2 separate regions of the Mus musculus genome follow, and region 1 is linked to region 2. Evidence: chromatin contacts called from public Hi-C data. All regions are on one chromosome and are shown on one strand. The core of a region is the stretch at or near the end of the contact, and the rest is flanking DNA. Distances in the headings are between cores, read along the strand shown.

What was found. A called contact is a pair of places that touch in the nucleus more often than the background predicts.
Region 1: a Hi-C map of B cells shows a contact between it and region 2, with 27 read pairs. The contact joins the enhancer-like site here to the promoter of Rgs13 in region 2. A contact is called at or near these places in 6 of 39 promoter capture datasets (the C10 cell line, embryonic stem cells, hippocampal neurons and 2 more), 1 of 484 Hi-C or Micro-C datasets (B cells) and 2 of 9 other capture datasets (adipose tissue and liver).

Annotation. Positions count from the first base shown.
Region 1 is chr1:144,329,116-144,332,351 of GRCm38.p6, forward strand. No RefSeq gene overlaps it. Among named protein-coding and RNA genes, the nearest start is that of Rgs1, 82 kb to the left of the region's middle. Within about 2 kb of position 1,431, at least 110 of the 459 cell types and tissues checked have an H3K27ac peak or open chromatin away from gene starts, as enhancers often do. A contact at or near this core is called in B cells and pre-B cells, where this site is marked.
Region 2 is chr1:144,175,868-144,179,178 of GRCm38.p6, forward strand. Rgs13 (regulator of G-protein signaling 13) reads right to left here and starts at 1,505. Exons shown (of 6, transcript NM_153171.4): 1 at 1,394-1,505; 2 at 1-27.

The sequences.
Region 1 (3,236 bases), core at 181-2,680, 150 kb after region 2:
ATTCCTGAGAAACATGTCCTCTGATCTGTCCATGCAAGCATCACACATATGAAACAAATCAGTTTTATATATGTATGATTTGTTTATATATACATATATATATTTAAACAATGACAACACTGGAGACAGCATTGTTTATGGGGATTCCTTGTCTATATCTGGCTTCAAGAAATCACAAAGGAAAACACGGATTCTGAAAAGTGAGGAGATTTCTCACCTCTAAACAAAGTTCTGAAAGAATGAACATAGTCTGTGATCATAATAACTTTGTTTTAGTGTAAAGTGAAATGAAATTTATGCAGAATGTCTTCAAATCATCATCATCATCATCATAATCATAATAAATAAGTATCAAGCAATCTATTTGACAAAAGTATTTGAAGAACTGCTGATCTTAGCTTAGTGGAGCTCATTCATCATTACCAAGCTTTGTGTCCTGATTTTGACTCCCGGTCTGTTCCTGGGACGCTGGCATCCTTCGAGCTTCTGGTGGTATCTAGTCAGCGGGCACTTTGATCCTTTGAAGGTGCCATGAGCCCTTAGGTGTGTGCCCACATTGTACTTTGATTCAACCTGAACTATAACCTGAAGCTCTCTCTTCTCTCCAGGGCACCTTTCTACACTGAAGTGAGTCTCATGTCTTTCCTAAAGTCCCTAAAGCTTTCTCTCCACTGCTTCTCTCCTCCTCTGTCTTTTCTTACACACCCTTCATCTGTTGGTTCTCTCTTTCTCTGGCAATCAAAAGCAGTTTCTTTCTGAATTGATCAAATTCATGGTTACTGCTACCCAACTATACAGAGATCTCTGGTTATCAGCCCTGGTCACTGCGGGCTCTATCACTGACTGCCTTCTTGCCAGTTTTTTGTTTGCTTGTTTGTTTGTTTGTTTTTGTTTTGTTTTGTTTTTTTTAATAGGCCTATAGATTACTTTGCTAAGAGCTTGAAAATTCACTAAGGTTTTAAGAGCACATTTTCTCTATCTTTTCATCAAAATATCTAAAACATTGTCATGCAAGCAATAGGTATAGGGCATATAATTCCATTGAGAATCATTTTGAGAGTTCACTTAAACAAAAGCTGCTGAATCATTTTCTCTCAATTGAATGATTTTCATCTCACATACTGAGAGATTCCATCCATGTAAGCTGGCATCTTTTGAATTTGTTTATTTTAAAAATATACAGACAGAAGCCCTGACACAGCCTACAGAAATGACCTCGTTAATGTGGTTGACCCAAGTTCCTTTGCTGTAATTTTGCAAAAGTTTTATATATTGCCTCAAGTAAAGTAAACTACTGCTGAAATGAGCAACATGTAGCTTTGCTGGTTAGTCAGCTCTCTTATTCCGGAAGCAGAGACTTCCACACTGGCTCATGTACATCCGCAAGTTGCAAGGGGAAGTTTTAGGTAAAGTGTCTCTGCCTGTATTCAACATGCGTGTCCCACATAACCACATGGTGCTTACAAAACCACCCATATCCGTTCTCATACACTATGTCTAGCCATCTCCGCATTCATCATTACTGACAGTTGTTTTCTTTCAAAAGCTTCTGAGTCCTTTTGTGGCCATGTGAGATGTGGTAGTTTGGGAGAAATGCCAATGCCACTTTAAAGGTAAACACTTCCAATGTAATGTTTACATACCACCAAAAAGAGTTCTTTCATGATATGCCTTTGCCTTTCTGCACACTTTGAGTTCTTCAAACGCAGCAGAGTCTCTTCATCCCCTTAAGCTCAGGGCCTGGGAGCTTGCAGGCACTGAGGAAATGTTCACTTAGGCAGTGTTTAAGGAAAGGGTAAAGAATTATCTGCCCCAGTACAGGGGAACGCCAGGGCCAGGAAGCGGGAGTGGGTAGGTAGGGGAGCAGGGCAGGGGGTGGGGGAGGGTATAGGGAGCTTTGGGGATAGTATTTGAATGTAAATAAAGAAAATATCTAAGAAAAAATAATATGGTAAAAATTAAAGAAAAAAAGAAAAGAAAAGGGTAAAGAAATGGAGGGAATATATCTGGGAAGGAGAAATTAACAGCAGTCCTCTAACCAAAAATCAATTGATAAATATTTGCAAAGTAACTGTATATAAGCCCTGCATTTCAGAAACTAAGCAGGGATACATGGTGGTAGAGTTCCCTTTATATTTTCTTTATAGCCTAACTGAAAATAAAAGCAAGTAAGACAAAGATAGAAAAAAGAATTTCATATATTCCTGTTTTCTTTACTGAGTTCAGGTCTTACAAAGATGCTCTTACAATATGGAGTATATGTTGCCATAGATAGAACGAACTGTTACTGCGTTTTATTTATTTATTTATTTATTTATTTATTTATTTACACTCCACAGTTTATTCTCCTCACCCCGTCCACCCTCTGACTCTTCCATATTTCATATCTCCTCTTCATCCCCCTGTCTCCACGAGGATGTCTCCACTACCCACCTTCCACCCACCCAGACCTCTAAACTTCCTGGGTCCCCCAGTCTCTTGAGGGTTAGGTGCATCTTCTCTGACTGAACCCAGACCCAGCAGTCCTCTGCTGTGTATGTGTTAGGGGCCTCATATTAGTTGTTGTATGTTGCCTGGTTGGTGGTCTAATGCTTGAGAGATCTTGGGGGTCCAGGTTAATTGAGACTGCTGGTCCTCCTACAGGATCGCCCCCCTTTTCAGCTTCCCTATTTCAACCACAGTGGTCAGCTTCTGTCCATTGGTTGGGTACAAATATCTGCATCTGACTCTTTCAGCTGCTTGTTGGGTCTTCCTGAGTGTGGTCATGCTAGGTCCCTTTTTGTGAGGCTCCATAGCCTCAGTAATAGTGTCAGGTCTTGGGACCTCCCCTTGAGCTGGATCCAACTTTGGACCTGTCGCTAGACTTTCTTCCCCTCAGGCTCCTATCTGTTTTTATCCCCACAGTTCTTTCAGACAGGAACAAATATGGGTCAGAGTTTTGACTGTGGGATGGCAACCCCTGTGTTTAGCTTCTTTTAGTTTTTTTTTTTAATTGTTTTACTTATCTACATCAAAGTGCTGCCCCTTTCCTGTCACTCCTGTTTAGTAGACACTGTTGGTCTTCCCGTGGACTTGACATCCCCTTCAGTTCTTTCAGTCCTTCCCCCAACTCTTCCATAGGGTCCTTGACTTCCGTGCAATGCTTGGTTGTATGTATCTGCATCTGTCTCAGTCAGCTGTTGGGTAGAGCCTCTCAGGGGACAGCCATGGTAGTATCCTGTCTGCAAGCACACGTG
Region 2 (3,311 bases), core at 255-2,754:
ACAATGGTGTAGAAACACTCCATTAACCTAAGAAAAAAGTAATGATAAAAATAAGTGGAAGTAGAAAGATGAGTGTGAAAGTACAACATTTTGCAAGGATTTCTATAAGTACTTTACCTTTTTTTTCAACCAATAACTTTTACGTTATTTCATAGATTATTATAAAATACATGAAATAAACTTTATCTGTCTCTTCATTGGTTTTTATTTAACGCTCTTTTGATTGTTTTAATTACATGTTATTTTGCTGATGTTTTTTTCTATACTCTGTTGGTAAAATTAGTGTGTAATTTAATAACTCTATTTTACTTTTCAGAGCTGAGGACTGAACCCAGGGCCTTGTGCTCGCTAGGAAAGTGCTCTGCCACTGAGTTAAATCCCAACCTCACTATTCTAACTCTTTAAGCATAGTATATTTAGGGTAAATATCATTCTTCATACTTTTTCAATATTTTCTTTGGATAACTAATTTTTTTAAAGGAGCACAGTTCATCAATAAGACTACTAATAAATACACCGCTAATAGTATGGCATAAATAGATTCACATGTCCTCCTGCCTTTAAATTAAGTCTTAAAGTATAATAAAGACAAATCTAAAATTTTGTCTTTTAGTCCTGACAGGTAATCAATAAATTCTTTCTGTCCATATTCAAACAAACAACCAAACAACATATCTCCACCCCGTTCTCTTATATTAGTGGGTTGAATGCAGTTTAGAAAAACTTGGACTGATTTTCATGTTGACCAACTCTTTTTTGCAATAGTACAAAAATTCCTGCCCTTAAAAGACAGTAATTTTGTGAAGTTGTCCTTAGGCACAGCATAAGGAAAGAAGACATTATATATGCCACATTTAACAGGGCTTCTGACAGACCTTACCAAAATAAAACCCACTGGAATTAGCAGATTTAATAAACTGATAGAAGCAATCAGTGATTTGAATACTAAATTTTCTGATTTTTATATCTCTATCATACACATAAAAACCACATGAAAAGAACATATTCTAAAATGCAATATATATTCTGCTGTCTTATTTAATTTTTATAGAAAGCAATTCTTAGTTTGAGGTACAGAAAATCTAAGCCAAGAATGAAATATGTATTTACAATTTTGTTTATTTCCTGGAAAAAAAATACCTTACATGCACTGCTACAGCTCAGGTACTGAAGTCAGTACCCATTAGGAATTATATCAAGACAACATTCTTCTATTTTACCAACTCTTCTACTGAATCTCATACTCACAAATATATCCCGTGGAGCAGTCTACCAAACTACATTTTATTTTCTCCTTGTTACGATCCTTTTGAAATCAGGCTCTGAAATTGCACGAGACACCAAGTACTTTATTTTTCCTGGCATAAAAACACGCCACTGTCTGTATAATTACCTTCTATGGCACTCCGGGTCCCTGTGCTATGAAATTCTAGTTTTACAGACACGTATCTATGCAAAGAGAGGTTTTTTGAATATGGAAAGTAGTGCTGTGGCATTGCAATGCCTTGCTGATAAAAGAGGTTTTTATCTAAACTTATCAGAACATCTGACATGTCCAGATGGCTGGAAGCAGCAGCTCTGGAGAATTTTCAACTGTTGTAGTCAAAACTTCTCCTCTGAATAATTAGTTTTTCCAGCTTTTGTCAATGTGCAGCCTAAAGGAAAATCCCTTAAAAAAAAAAAAGACCTGAATACAAATGAACTACCATTGCAAACACTATTATCAAGTCATGGGAACTATTGACAGCAACCTGTTCATAATAGTCAATTGATTAAAGACCTGAAACAAACTAAGGGCTCTCTCTTTATTTTTTGGCTCAACCTTGTAGCTCTTTCTGCTGTTCCTTTGAGCCAGTATTTTGACTGTTATTGTTTGTTGACCTGATTGTTATTTAGTCAGTTGACATGCCTGCTAAACTTTGAACTGAACACCACACTTCAGACATGATCTACTAAATACAAACTGTAGGGAGATGTTTAATGCCCTTGTCTTATGCCTAGTATTTGAGTGTGTGTGTGTTTGTGTGTGTGTGTGAACTCTCAGAACTCTCTCATAGAAATGCTGGCATAAAATAAGAAAATAGCAAGAAGGAACAGGATGTCATTGAGCACTTCTTGAAATATTTAGGAACCTGTATCTCACCACACTTCTTGCTCCATTATCCCTTTTTGTTTTCTTGCACTCTGTGGTTACTCCAAATTTATACTCAAATCTAAAGATTTTGAGAGATGATCCACAAATAAGACATATTTGTCTTTCTGGATCTGAGTTACTCACTCAGTATAATAGTTTCCAGTTCTGCCCATTTACCTGCATCTCGTATTTCCAGCTTCTCTTTAGAGTTGAATAGAATTACATTGTCTGTGTGTCCAGATTTTATTATTAATTCATCAATTCAAGGACATTGAGATTATTTCCATTGTTCCACTTATTATAGCGATTGTTCACAAAGTGATCACTGACAAATGACACTGAAGAATGACATATAACTTCGTGTGTCCCATATCTTACTAGCATCTTACCTCTCTACCCAGGGCTAGGTGTTTCAGTGTTACATAGAGCCATGGGTTCCCTTGAGACTCTCAAGAGCACTCTGAGACTGTCAATAGCTGAATTTACTCAACCTTGGCAGAGGGGTTTTCCAGCCTTCCTCCTTGCCATCTTGTTTATTTAATATGTTAATTTTGTAAGGCTTCATGTAAGGCCTTCTGACCTCACTCTTGGTCCCATTTTTCTGCCCCAGTACATTTTAACGGATTCTGCGAGCACTATAAGCTCTTAGACACTAGAGAAGTCTTAGTGAACTATACCCAGCAGGCAGCTGTTGCTGTCGTTTGGAGGGAGATTGCTATCTGCTGCTTTCGTGAACTCTGGGTCCTTGCTTCTTAGCCTTCTATTAATCTTGGCTCCTTCTGCTGAATTTCTTTCCAGTGTCTTATCTCCCAGAACAACTACTGCTTGTCTACATTGACACACTGCCCAGATGACCAGAAATGTGGCCCAAACAATTGCCACTGAAAGTCTGGACCCAGGACAGTACAGACCTGTTTCTCGAGTTGTCCGGTCTGCTTTGTTGATAAACAGACGTGTAACTTATTTTGGCTTTTGACTTGTATAAATATCAAGTATAGTGGCAACAATAGTTAGATTATTGGGTATTCAACAATTCAACACTGTTAACTACACAAAAGGCATACAGACAGCATGCAAGCTAACAGCCAGCTTTATCTGTATTAAAGGTGCCTTTAATTATAACCATTATCATACCATTCCATAAAGATCAGTCACCAACTCCAGTCATTCTTAATTT